Linked DNA regions of Gossypium hirsutum: region 1 is linked to region 2. A link is a contact called in public Hi-C data. All regions are on one chromosome and are shown on one strand. The core of a region is the stretch at or near the end of the contact, and the rest is flanking DNA. Distances in the headings are between cores, read along the strand shown. Region 1 has its middle 20 kb from the start of LOC121217671. Region 2 holds the start of LOC107906182.

Evidence for each region. Hi-C and Micro-C count contacts between places; a contact is called where the count stands out from the background.
Region 1: a Hi-C map of leaf shows a contact between it and region 2, with 2.7 times the contacts expected there. The contact joins the enhancer-like site here to the promoter of LOC107906182 in region 2. A contact is called at or near these places in 21 of 34 Hi-C or Micro-C datasets (callus, cotyledon, fibers and 3 more).

The regions. Positions count from the first base shown.
Region 1 is chrD05:8,314,504-8,321,596 of Gossypium_hirsutum_v2.1, forward strand. It overlaps the pseudogene LOC107902732. Among protein-coding and RNA genes, the nearest start is that of LOC121217671, 20 kb to the right of the region's middle. Within about 2 kb of position 3,303, at least 1 of the 9 cell types and tissues checked has an H3K27ac peak or open chromatin away from gene starts, as enhancers often do. A contact at or near this core is called in leaf, where this site is marked.
Region 2 is chrD05:8,276,252-8,283,649 of Gossypium_hirsutum_v2.1, forward strand. It overlaps LOC107906182, which reads right to left and starts at 4,953. Exons shown (of 4, transcript XM_041093514.1): 1 at 4,510-4,953; 2 at 3,407-4,351; 3 at 259-3,319. The coding sequence starts at 4,310. LOC107903222 (WUSCHEL-related homeobox 3) reads right to left here. Exons shown (of 2, transcript XM_016829263.2): 1 at 7,396-7,398; 2 at 6,102-6,750. The coding sequence ends at 6,418.

The sequences.
Region 1 (7,093 bases), core at 2,053-4,552, 37 kb after region 2:
ATATGGGTGTCGGCCATTACAGTGCCGTAACAAAAAATATATTTTTTAAACTCCCAGCAATCAGTAGACAGTGATGGGAGAATGATTGACTTGGTTGCCTACCACCGCCCTCCACTTCATTTTAAGTAACTCCGATCATTGTTTTTAAAATTGAGTCATTATTGTAAATATTTATTTTTTTAAGGTTAATTGAGTAAAACATCAATAATATAGTAAGACATTAAATAAGGTTGTCTTATCATCGTCATTTACGACATCAGCAATGCCGGTATTTCGGGTCAGGTCATTGTCACCCACTATTCTGTTGTAGTAGCCACAATTTAATTCAACAACATTTATATCAACATTTTAGCATATGTTACAATTATACTATATAATAAATTAATCTGAATATTAATTTAATTAAGAAATGATTTTTATAAATAAGTCATATTAAATTTATATAAAATTAATAAAGACTCACCTATAATTAAACATGAATTTAACTCATCATGCTTTTTTTTAACGTTTAATTCTCCTATTTTAATTAAAGTTTTATTTGATTTTCGTGTAAATTTTAAAAAAATATTTTTATATAATTTTGTACATACACATAATGTGTCATAAGTTAAACGTAAAGTAATATATAGACACAGATATATATATACATATTATGATATTTACATTAAAATAAGGTTTTACTGCTAAAGTTTTTTTTTTCCATTTAATTTTTCTTATAATGAATTATTTAACTGCAGATCCATTTTTGTGGGAAGTAGCTAAGTGATAGGTTTTACTTTAAAAATATGGGTCCTTTTATTGATTATTAATTGTAAATGTTCTGTCCTAATTACTACTATTGATTTTTATTTATATATATTTGAAAATATTATGTTTGATAAATGTGTGGAAGACTAAGAATTCTCCCCAAAAGAACAGTGTAACGAATATAGAGAAATGGTAGTGATTAGTTAATCACTTGAAAGAGGTTTGAAGTTACTGTAGTTTTGGGTAAAAGGTTGCTTCTTCCTCAAAATATCCATTTCAGTCTGAGCATAGTTATGTACAATATTTTTAATTTTATTAATTTATATATCAAAATATTTTTTATTTTTTAAAAAAATATCATCAATGATCATTCAATTTTATGCATGGTATTGACGGGACTATGCATTTAGCTTATGAATTAAAAATTTTATATGTAACAAGCAAGATAATTATTTAGGGTAACAGAAAAAAAGAGAGGTTAATGCATGACAAGTGAGCTCTTAAACTAAACATTAATTAATAATGTATGAAAAAGAAAACGTTAAAGAAAAAGAAATTAACCGTGACATAACGCAAAGAAAAGCCTTCACAATCATTAAATTAAAAGAGAAGAAAATTTAAAATTTATGACGAAACACAATCAATCAGAGTTATGATCTTCTTTTTTGTCTGATAGAAATTAATTTTCTTACAGAAGTTCTGTGGAACTGATTACAGCACGGTTGATTAAACAAAGTTAATGACAAATACACACACAAAATTGCTATTATGAGTAGTTTTGGTTAGGGTAGCTTCTTCTGAGTTTCAGGGGGCTCAGAAAACCCTAAAACTCTCCTTTTTGTTTAATGGAGAGTTCGTTATACTGCATTATTTAGCATCGCTTTCTTTTTTGGAAATAGAACAGCAACCCCTTATTTCTTTCCGTGCCTGCTACTGCTGCTACGTTGCATTTTTTTTTCTGACAAATTTTTTATTGAAAAGATCTTTTTTTCCATAGTTGAGTTTAGCATAATCTAGTTTTTTGTTTCAAAGGAATGAGCTGCGTTTGAAGGCAATTATCCATGGATAATCAAGGAAGATAATAAAGAGAGAAACAGGAAAAGAAAATAGTACTGTGTAATTAATGAAGATTCAGGCTTTAATTACCTAGTGGTGACTGGTGAGCAAAAAGGGCTGCTTTCGAGCAATAGTTTTTAATGCTTCTTTAAAGATATATCAATCGAACTATCTAAAATTGTTTGCATTTTGACTGTGCATCTCCAGTAGTTTCCCTGTAAATTACCATATTCAATATTAATCTTGCTTCATCTTTATATATACTCCTTATAAAATATCAGAAGCTGTTTTTTCTTTTCCATGCATGTGATCGAAATTTTTGAAAACATTTTTTGATTTTTACCGCTAAGGAATCAAACCGAACATGCATCAGAATTTCTTCTTCTTGGGAATGACTACTGTAAACCGCTTTAAATGACATATAGCAATATAGGTTCTTTAGTTTTCAGAATATACGTATATATATATGATACAATCATACGTTGATATATTGTCAAAAACTAAGATGCCACTTGTTACATAATAATTATGTTTAATTTAATTTATTAATTATGTGTTTTAATCTGATTAATTCACAATATATGAATTTATTCATCATTAGTGCTTCCAATACAAATCCAAATCTGAAGAATATTTATACAAAATTAGACGATATGAAATAAATTTATCATCTTTGACGGTAGTCTGAACTTGTTCTAACAACCGGTCATAGGTCATTTCAATGTAGCTGTAGAAGCTACAGTACTCAATTTTATTTTTAAATGCTAATGTTTCATTTTAATGCTTAAAACTGATTAATCTCTCTCTATATACATATATTAATAATTAATATATATATTATATAAGCTATATCCCACTGGCTTTGATGAAATACGTAACTCAAATACTAGCAAATAGCAGGTTAATTTACCATTCTGGTGTTGCTCTTCATCCCCTACGGCAGTTTTAGGGGCATTTCTGCGGATATTTATGATCTTCTGTCTCCATACTGAGCCTATCGGTCCTACAAGTTTGATGTATGCGTCACTACGACGGATGCTCATAAATTCAGGCTAATACTAAGAGTAAATATGAAATACATATACGTTATGGAGCTGCAAAATGTTACTCGCCTGTGCCACACTAACAGGATTGCATGCCAGTACTGGGCTAGTTTCCGGGACCTCACAACGGAGGGTATCCATGGAAACAGACAGCTTCGGTGGGGATTGGCCTTGGATGGACATATACGTGAGACCCAGTTTCTGTACAGATTTTGCCCTGCCTATGTTACTTCACCATTTTAGGCGTAAGGACCATACTTTGGGGTGACCTGCCAATTTGCCAAGCTTGACAAGGAAGTTTCCGTCATCTGTCGATGAATAATAATGAATGAGTAGAGTGAAAAATCAACAAGTTTAGTTAATGCGGATACTTTGGTAAACATAAGACATTGATACATTAAATTGCAGGAGAGATTCAAGTACCGACAAGTGGAGGCCCAAATGTCTGCGATGCCTTACACAATAAATGGACCCTCAAATATAACTGCTCTGCCAAAAGGTGTTTTGAAATGATATGATATGATGTCGTCACCATGAATTACATGTAATTTAATGCCTCTTAACTTATATATTAGTCTGACAGGACATACTTGTGCAGTTTAATCAATGCAGCTTCCAGCGATGAACTTTTCTTCTGCATACCCTTACGACAGTTGAAGCTAATGCTGTTGACGTGGTTAAATATAAGGAAAATTATATTTATGTATTTTATAATTAAATTAAAATTAAAATAAATAGTGAAATGGATTATTTAAGTGTCAAGTGATAAGGGGTTAGTTGTTATTTGAATCCATTTCACATTTCATCTTAGTTTGTTTCGAGGTAAAATTATCAATATTTATATTGGTTTTAGGATCTTAGTATCTTGTGCTGAATGTTGGTCTTTTTAGCTAGTTTTAAGTATTTTTATGTTTAATGTGGAATAAACTATTTTTTAATAAGGTTGAAGTATTGAGAATTTTGAGATTTTGATTGAAGATGTGTGGGTTTCCTTTTAGATTTTTTCTAGTTATAGTGAGTTAGTATTTTAGTTTAGTAATTGTAATAATTTATTTAAATGAAAATTCTTATGTAATAATTTTTTTAAAAATATTAACATACAAAACAAGTATAGTCTTGGTTGAAATGGTAAATGAGGGTTGATATATTGAGTTTAAATTCTATTATATATATGTACATAATTTTCTAGAGTTTATATAAAAAACAAAAAATACCCTCAAAATAATATTAGTTACTTTATAATAATATTGGATCTTTAGTAATTTCGCAATTGAATTGAGACCCGATTGATGGGTGACCCTAACTCAGTCAAACTCTTAAATATAATACTAGATACTAGATTATGAATAAAAAAAACATAATCATGTAATAAACAATGTTGTTTGAATCGGGCCAGCCGAGAGACCAGTTTGAAAAGTAGTTTTGAACTGGTTAGATCGAGAATTGGTACAAATTGATTGAACCAATTTTTTTTTAAAACAATATTTTATTAAAAAAATTTAATAATATTTTAATTGGACTGGTTAGATTAATCGAACTGGTGACCTGATTGGGGCGACCATTGATTTAATTTAAAAAAATGAGTAATAAAAATATTTATATGAAAATTAAATGTGATTAGTTGAAATGCTGAAGTAAATATGTTAAAAACTTTAATATTCTAAGGTCAGATTATATTGTGTGTTTTTCTAATTTTATATAAAAGATAAAAAAAGTAAAATACCATTTAATATTACTACGTCAACTTTCATATATGGTGAGATATAGATAGATATAATTAATACAGCCAGAATGTGTTCAAAAGGACCATTTGAATGCGGTTTAGACAGGGGTTTTGGGCCTTCTAAACTTCTTTTAGCAACTTGTTTGAGGAGTTGTTGGCCCATATCCTTCTTGGCTTTTCTAGCTCTTACTTTAAATTAAAAATGGGTTGAATTTATTTATTAATTATATAAATATAAATATTAGTCTAATAAAAAAAAACCAACTCTTTTGACCTTTGGAGATGAGATTTAATCTAACAATTTTAAATATTAAAAAAGGATATATTCTTCAAAATTTGGAACCCATCAATTAGCAACTTGGTACAAGAAGGAAGTTTGATTTCCTGTATTGTAATCAAGCTTTGTCTGTTGATGCTGATATCTTTGCTTCAGGCATGTTGCGTCCATTGAGGTTTCTCTAAGTATCATGTTCCATAATTTTTAAAAAATATTTGTATAAACTATGCATCTCACACTTGTTGCCTTTAGTACAATCGTTGATGTTTGAAATATTCACAAAAGCATATACTTGGAGTGTATATCTCATAATTATATCAAAATTTAGCTTTCGACCATTGTTAACTTTGATATATCAATTGACACTTTCTACATGAGGTTGTGGTTATGAATGGGGTTTAAAGATGAGAAGCAGCCGCAAAGATAAATAATAGAAATTTCTTGTTCAGTTGGTACTAATTAATGATACCATTTTATTCTACTTGAATTGGAGTATAAGTGTCGGCTAAAAACATGTGTTTGACAGAAAGATATTTAATTTCTTAAAGATCCAAGTATTATTCGAAAGGTTAAAACTCTAAATATGTATTGACATAAATATTGGAAACTGTTAAAAAGAAAACGGAAAAGAAAGGATCATGGAATTTAAGCAAGTTAATGATTTGAATTGTATTATTTAAGGAACAAAGGCCAGGTATGCCTGCTTGGCGGCTAGTTTCAAGCCCAAAAGTAGCGATGTTTGCTATATTTAGTAGTTGCTCTCAGAAAGTTAGGATTATTAGTTTCTACACAAAGCCGAAGTTGTGAGTTGAAAAAGAAAGGAGACCGAATAAATTGTTTACCTTTGACGGCACTTCCCCAAGTCCAAGTCTAAGCCGCCTGATCTCTGATCCATATACGTGTATTCAAGCTGTAGTTTAAGCTTTAAAGTCTCTTAGACATAAATAGTATGGCTGCTGTTTATAAATCAACAGCATTTATGGGTGTCTTTGTCTTCACATTTGTCACTTTATGTCTTTTTCCACTGCCTGTAGCTGGGATCACCAGGCATTACAAGTTTGATGTATGTATCCCATTCCCATCGACCACTTTAAAGTCATTGAACAGTATAAAAGAGAAGTCACTTTCATTTTTGTAGATCAAGCTGCAAAACGTAGCTCGTTTGTGCCATGCCAAGAGCATCGTAACGGTAAATGGGCAGTTTCCTGGTCCTTGTGTCATGGTAAGGGAAGGCAACCAGCTTTCAGTAAAAGTGGTTAACCATGTGCCCAACAACATCACCATTCACTGGTATGGAAGTTCTTCACTTAAACACATTGTTTATGTAGTCTAGGAAGTTCCCTCAACTGTAAGTTACTACCCTTTTAGGCATGATGTTCGACAGCTTCGAACTGGATGGGCGAACGGACCGGCATATGTGACTCAGTGTCCCATACAAAACGGCCAAAGTTATGTGTACAAATTCAGAATTGTAGGCCAAAGGGGAACTCTCTTCTGGCATGCCCATATATCATGGTTAAGAGCAACTGTTTATGGTCCCTTGATCATTCTTCCTGGGCTTGGTGTTCCTTACCCATTTCCCAAGCCTTACAAAGAAGTTCCCATCATTTTTGGTAATAAATTCTAAATCAAGGGACATAAAGTTCCATCTATTTGTTTCTTCGAGTGACCTTACTTTTGCTGACATAAATCATCATGGATGATGATTAAACTGCAGGTGAATGGTTCAATGCAGATACAGAAGCAATTATTAGCCAAGCTCTTCAAACAGGTGCAGGACCAAATGTCTCTGATGCTTACACCATCAATGGACATCCAGGACCATTCTACAACTGTTCTGCCAAAGGTACAAAAAGGCTAGTACTACAATATGATGAGCTAATTGAGTCATTTAACTCAGCTGGAGAACTTATTATCATTCATGACAGATACTTTCAAGCTGAAGGTGAAGCCTGGCAAGACATACCTTCTCCACCTTATCAATGCGGCTCTCAACGATCAACTCTTCTTCAACCCTTACAGTGGTTGAAGCTGATGCCGTTTACGTTAAACCATTTGAGACCGAAGCAATCCTCCTCGCCTCTGGCCAGACCACGAATGTGCTTCTTAAGACCAAACAACATATCCAAATGCCTCATTCTTCATGGCCGCTCGACCGTATGTGACAGGGTCAGCCACATTTAATAATTCAACAGTTGCTGGCATTTTAGAATATGAATTATCACCCAATAGCTTATCTTCAAGCAT
Region 2 (7,398 bases), core at 3,703-6,202:
ATTATACAAGTACAGGAAAAAAGACAGCACAGAAGAGAATCCCGTAACTATTATTAACAGGGTGCAGTGCAGCCCTCTAAAATGTCTACAAAATTCATAATCACAAATGTTCATATACTAAAAATAATAAAATATTCACAGAGGTGAAAATGGTGAGAACAGGAACATTGTTACCCTCTGAAGCATCATCTGGTTAAAGAGATTTATAAGTTCAAACAACTAACAAACAAAAAGTTTATGCACTTCATAAAAAACTACCTGAAATGTTGATCAAAATCTTCATTAGTGGAATTTTCTTGACATAGCAATTTGCTTTCTTGCATAGGATGACCATGTTGTTGGGTGTTACCTTGCTCAGACCCATGACTGGTGTCAGCATTATCCTCCACGTTTTGTCTATTATGGGAATCTGTCTCCATCTTTTTATCACAGCATGGAGACTCGACATTAAGATCAGAGACCAAATCAAATCCTGATTGATCCCCAGTCCCATGAAAAGCCACAGTTACGGCTCCTTGATCAGGTTGCTCAGCAGTATCTTTTTTCTGCCTCTTCCATTTCTTAGTAGATGAAGTACCATCATCCTCAAAATCCTCTTCTTCTCTTTCTCTATGCAAATAAACCCACAATTTCCTCTCTCCATCAAACTGTACACAAGGATCACGTTCATAATGCAAACGGTCTAAGGCCCCACTAACAACCTGGTTAACTTGTGCATCAGAAACTTCTTCAACAATGTACTGAGAGTCTCTTATCAAAGTACAAACATCTGCCCGGGTGCCGATACTTCCAGGCAATCTGGCAGCTGCATCTCTCACAATACAAAGAATTGTAACATGTGGTGGCCGGTCACGTTTCAGCATAAAATGATCTCGAGCCTTTGAAGTTGGTTTACCTCCACACCTTCGCAAGGGAGCAACTATAGATTTTTTGCCATCAGCAGCCGTGTAAGAGAAGGCCCTGTCAGGAATAGAATACCTAAGAAGCTCCTCCCTACGGAAATAAGCTTTCACTTCTTCAGAACTTGGACTAATGGTGCTAAGGCTCTTCTGAGCTCTTAGGTCTCTGAACCTTTCTTTCTCATCTAAATTGGCTTGCATCAATTCAAGCGGTGGTGCAGGAAGACTCCCTAATAGCTGGAGAGTCTCCTGACCATTTTTTAGCCAATTTGCAAATGAATCAACTAACTTGACAAGCATTTTCGGGGGCAGACCCCAGGCTTCGGGTGATGTTAACTCCTCAATAGTCTCATGATCATTTGAGCTATGCATAACAGGACCAACCCAAGACCAACCTTTTGTGGACTTCTCATAGGCAACAAGTGCCTTCCAGCCTTTCGCTCCCAAAGGTGCTGTTTTTGATGAGAAAATTTTCAGAACTCCCCGAACTAAATCTTGAAGCGGCTCTTGTGTCTCAAGGATACATGGATCCCCAGGGTTCGCCGCCACCCGACTAACAATCTCATGAACAGTTAGAGAAAGAGCACTTGCTTGCACAGGATGGTCCAAATCATTGCTAACTGCATTTTCACAAGAAAGAACCCCATTCGCACCACCTTCCTGCTTTCCATTTTGCTCTTCTCTAGGCTTGCTAACCTCTAAGGAATTTTCTGGAAGTGGTGTAATCATTGCCAAGCGAACTGCAGAAAGAAGATGTATAATTGAGAACGAGAAACCAGTATGAACTGTGGGGGTGATCAAAGTAAATGGCTTTTTCTGTGGTTTGGTTTCTATCTCCACGTCTATGGTTCCTAATTCTGCACCATGTGGTTCAGAAGCTTCCATATCAGAAGTACCAATATCAGCCTCCAGTTTTCGTTTTCCCTTTTTCTTCAAGAAAAGGGAATCATCGATTTGCTGCTCAAGGTTAGACTGCAGGTTACCATCTTTGCCCCTTCTATCAACATGTGCCACATACTCCTTCCCCTTCCTCTTCTTTGTCCCTTTGTTGCACCCTAGTAATGAAGCTTCAGATTTTTCACAGCGATCATATGCTTCAATGCTCTGGCCTTTCTTCCTATTTCTACCCGGGTTATTTTCATCAGCTAACAAGAGTGTCACAGGTAAAGCATCCTCCTCATCAACAAGATAATCACGCAGATAATTTGACTGAGACGTAGAATGATCATAGGCAAGTTCACCTTTCTGCCTTTTGTCAGTAGGGTAGACCCTCGATGAGGACTTGTGTAACCTGTTACCAGGTTCCCCTCGTAACTGGGCACTTTTACCCAACTTGTAAACTTGTTTCCTATCAACCTCGTCCATTACACTAGAAGTAGAGTTAAGCAAGGGGCTTTTACTCATCTTGCCCTTCTGTTTTCCTTCAAAATAGTAGTTTTCTAGTCCTGGCACATGCACATCTTCCCTAAAGCTCTTCTTGGAGAAGCGAGTGATTCCATCAACAGTCCATCCATCCTCCATAGAATTTTTCTTAAAAGATTTGGTCCTTTTAGAATCTACACCAGACTTCAATGAAGACAACTGAGAATCTTTTATGATACCAGTAGGGTATGCCAATTTGCTTCTCATTAGAGGATTGCTATCCTCGTCATTATCAAATTGCTCAGATGAGTCGGATTCTGTTTTTTCTTTTCTAATAAATGCTCTATTGCCTTTGGAAACAGGGCCTCTCTTTTGCACATAGTTCCCTCTGATCTTCTCCTGCGAAGGTTTTATTCTACTGTCAGACTGCAAGAATCGATCATTCATCAGTGGTGAAGAAACTTTATAAGATTTAAAACTGACATCTGGAGAATCTCGTCCTGTTTTCCATTTCTTGCTCCTAACATTCCAATCATCAGATCTAACTGAAGAATCCACAGAGATATCTTCTCCATGGTTCTTATTTTGACAAAACATTTCAGCACATTCAGATAAGTCAACTCGACTCCCTTTCAATGGAAATGGAGGAGTTCGGCCCTTCGAAGACTTAATTTGTTTTCCAACAGCAAATTGCAGATGGTTTTCAGAATACTTGACCTTCTTGGGCAAATCATCAGATCTCCTGTTAGGTGGCTTTGAAGTATACATTTTTGCCTCAGACAATTTATTCATATTCCTGTTCCTACCATGGGCCTGCAAGTCATGCTTTGAAGACAAAGGCAAAGCCGCAGAACTATCACCAGCAAATTCTTCCAGTCTTTCATACTTTTTCCCTGCTCTCAATGAACCAGATTTTCCCATGATGCTATCACGCACAACATTTCGGTCTCTTTGAATACCTGCTCCAAACATTGGGTCTTTGGCATCATCATCTAACCTCATCCAATCCCTAGACCTGAGTACAGCCCCTGACTCATATTTCTGTCGAGGAAGAGTTCCTGGAAAACCATATGGCTCAGAGTTCATATTCAAACTAGGGTAAAAGCAGGTCCCATAATCTTTTGTAAAAGGAAAATTTGACCCACCTGTCTTAAGCATACCTTTTGGATTCTGCTTCCCATATTTTGATGGTTCCAAAGCCATCAGCTGTCCTCGGGAAATGAATTCTAAATTCGGTTCAACCCCATAGCCCGAGTAGTGTGCCTTTTTCTGTGAAGCTTTCCTGTCCTTCACCTTTTTGCTCCACAATCCATCATCCAAATCCTCTCTTTTGGAGGATTCAGAATCCTCATCTTCTAATTTTTCATACACCAAACTCTTCTGACTTCTCATAATGTTCAAAACACGAAGCCGCTCCTCGATACCGTATCCCCTACACTTAAGCCAAGCATCCCTTATTTGACAAAGATTGGCAACCATATTATTCTGATGCTTCCTCAAATGATGGTAATGCTGTCGCTTCTGAAAGAAATTCAAACCCTCCCGATAAAGTGCGACCCTTGGCTCACATAAGCCTCCTTTCAACATATTAAACAACTTCTTTATAGGACTCCCAAAATGAAAATTATCACCCTTAAGAAGGTCATTCAAAGTCCGCATAAATGTATCCTGATCCATATCGGGCAAAAATTTAGTAAGGCTAAACCGCTCCTCATCACTTAAACACTCATTCCACACATCAAGAGACAAAATATCTTCCAATCCAGGAAGATCGTACAACTCCAAAGGAACAGAACAAGTCAAGTTCCCAACTTGGCAGAATTCAGCCCCCGTTTCTCCTAATTCCAATAAATCAAAGTCATCCGAACCTGCTCCTGAATCAGCATCATCAAATTCATCATCATCATCATCATCGCCATCACAATCAACAGCTGAGCTTTGACGTTGAAGCTCATCCTCATCACTCGACACAGTCGTCTCTCTACTACCATACGAGAACTCCGAATCAAACCGTGAAACTTTGAAGTTATTCTTCTCAATCGCCATCATAACATAAACCACCAAACGAACGAAAATTCTAATCCTCAATTCTACAAAATTTAAATTGAAATTTTTATTTTCCGCATTACGGAATAGAGCGCCAATTCATCGAAACCCTAACAGAAACAAATAAATAAAAGAAATTCACAAATATTGAAACTAAAAAACAGAATTGAAAACGAATACAATAAATAAATAAGAAAAAAACCTCGGTAGGAAGAATATATGCTGCAAAAATTGAGAGAGTCAAGGAATTGGAGATTTGAAGGTTTGTTCTTTTATAATTTGAGAAAAATAAGGATGGGGGAAAACAGAGAATTTGGTTAAATCTGAGAAACCCTAAAGGGGGGTAAATAAAAATAGAAAGAGATGGGGCAAGGGAAGGGAGGATGAAGAAGACGGTGGTGACGTGGAAGGATGGGAGACGTCGGATGGGGATTAGAGAGGAAATGACGAAAAAGGGCAGAAGGGGCGGGGAGGTAGAGGAAGAAAGAAAGAAAGAAAGTGAGTGGAAAGGAAAGAGGGTGTGACTCGACTGTAATCATCAACTCAGTGAGTTGAGATGAGTTCGTGCCAAAGGAAGACAGAAGATAGTGCCCCATGATTTAGGAGGTTTCCGGCCGTTGGATCTGCCCCTCCCCCCCGCCCCCCCGCCCTCTTCATCTTTTTGCGCTACTACCCTCTTCGACGTCGTATTAATGCTTCTAATCCAATAAAAGTAATTGAGTAATTTTATTAGGAAAATACTGAATGAGTAATAGATTGAAAAATCAACCCATGATAATTATTAATATCACCATTGTTGGAACAGAAAAATAATCAGTTAATATCCATTAAATAATAGTAGGTGGCTTTTTCTTTATGTTACTGAATATTGAAAAATATACTTTCAATCAAAAAATGATGTTAAAAATTCTCATAATTACAAATGCAGCTTTAATTTATAAACGACACTGCTGTTGAAATTTATAAATCTTGGCGTGAGATTTTAATGCATTGTAGGCGAGGGGTTGCTTTTTTCTTCTTTTCTTTCATGAATGCATGCAGTGTTGCTTGCTTGCTTGCTTGCCTCTTATATAGTAATAAAATTATATCGGCTGAAGTTATTTCCTTTTGTCCCTAAAAGTGGAAATATTCCATTAACTGTTTTGCTCTTTTCAAGCTTTATTGAATTGCCTCCATTTCTCTCTCTCTTCTTTTTCTTACGTCCAAATGAGTAGTTATTCTTTTACGTGTTTTGGATAATAATATATATCTTATCTTTTCTGATTAAAATATATATTATATCTTTTAGGTTTAACATGAATTATATTTGTAAATAAGTATAAAAACATTTTTTTTCTTATCAAACTCATTTAAACTTAATAGGTTGAATTATTATTTTACCTGATCTTAACGTATACAATATATAGCCTATTTTGGTCTGGATACATATATAGTTTATTAAAGCTGTAAAATAATGTAGATTGTTTCAACTCCAAAAATATAATAATAATAATAATAATGTAGATTGACTGCTCAGAACAAGTGATGAAGAAAATTTTCTGTGTTTGAAAAGTTCAAAAAAAGAAAGAGTTTTAAAATTAAATATTCACTGTATTGACTTGTCTGAAAGATCCAAGTCCACATTTTAAAAAAAGCTGCTTTCCATGTGATTAGATGTCCATCAAGCACTGATATTGTGCTTTCATCTCACGCATGCCAGTTTTAAGATCTACATTAGATAAGGTGAAAGAGAATGAGAGAAACAAACACCTTTTTCTAGAATTGTGATAATGATTTGGAATTGGAACTGGAAAATGGGCAAAATACTCACTGCTGATTATTATCAATAAGTAATAGAACTAGTATTATATAGCAGTAAGAAAGGAGCAGTACTAGATGTAACATTACTCCCCAGACAATTCAGATCCTTTTCGTGCTAAGAGCCTAAAAATTACATTACAACACATGCAAAAAAACCCAATAAAACTAAAACTAAAACTAAAACAAACAAAATTAGACCCAAATTTCTTTTTTTTCTTTTTTTTTTTAGAAAAAGCTAAATCCTAGTTACAAGTTGCAACCTAGGTAGCAGAGGGTTTTTATTTATTTATTTATTTTCGGGAGGGTGGGGTTAAGGGAGGCTTACGGGTACTTTAGCTGGAGTGATGTTACAAGAAACTGAAGAAAGAGAATTGGAAGAGTTGCTGTTGTTGTTGTTGATGTTGTTGCACTCCTCCTTGAGATTTGAAGCAGTGACTGGGAAAAGTTCAAGGGTTTTAAGGGGCGGCCTGGAGATCATGGAGTAGCATGGTAATGACGATAAAGGTAGTCCCACATCAACCATCATCAACCAATCGCTGCCATACATTCTCATTATGGCCTTGTTCTTGTCCACGTTTTCTGGGATATCAATATTCCACGTATAGTTCGTCACTTGCTTTCCTCCTCCATCATGAATCCCTGCCTGCAACAAAAATAAAAGCTGAAAACTTAGCCGTTTTGGCCATACCAAATATTAATAAGCACCGGAGAAGAGAGTCAAGAAACAAAGGGGACCAGACCAGTTATATTTATTGAAATAAGAGTTCATTTTAAAATATATATATACATAAATTTGTCATTCAAAACAAGTACATGCGTGTATATATATATAATATAGAACCTCGTGTGGAGATATATCTGAACTTTGGATATTAATATTTCTGCCTGTTAAATGAACCCCTAAGTTTAATCTTTTAAAGTTTAATTGCAAGATCTTTCTTCAGTTACTAATTTCATATCTTCCTGCATGAAACAGTATAGTTCTCATTAGTTTCATTTTATAGTAGTAAAAATACATTTTAAAAACTTAGTATTGTCGGAGATTCGTTTATCGTATAAAATGAAAGGACGACCAAACTAATAAGACAATATTCTTCATGGACAATTCTGAAGATGAAAAGCAGCTATATACGACAGTTAACTATTCCAAAAATTTGAAAGATGGTTTTCATAGGAAAAAATGTACTATTGCTTTGTTCGATCTTCTAATTTAACCATTATTGGAAACAAAATAAAATATTAAAATAAATATTCTATTTTTTTCATGTTATTCTCCTTTTTTTTTTACCTG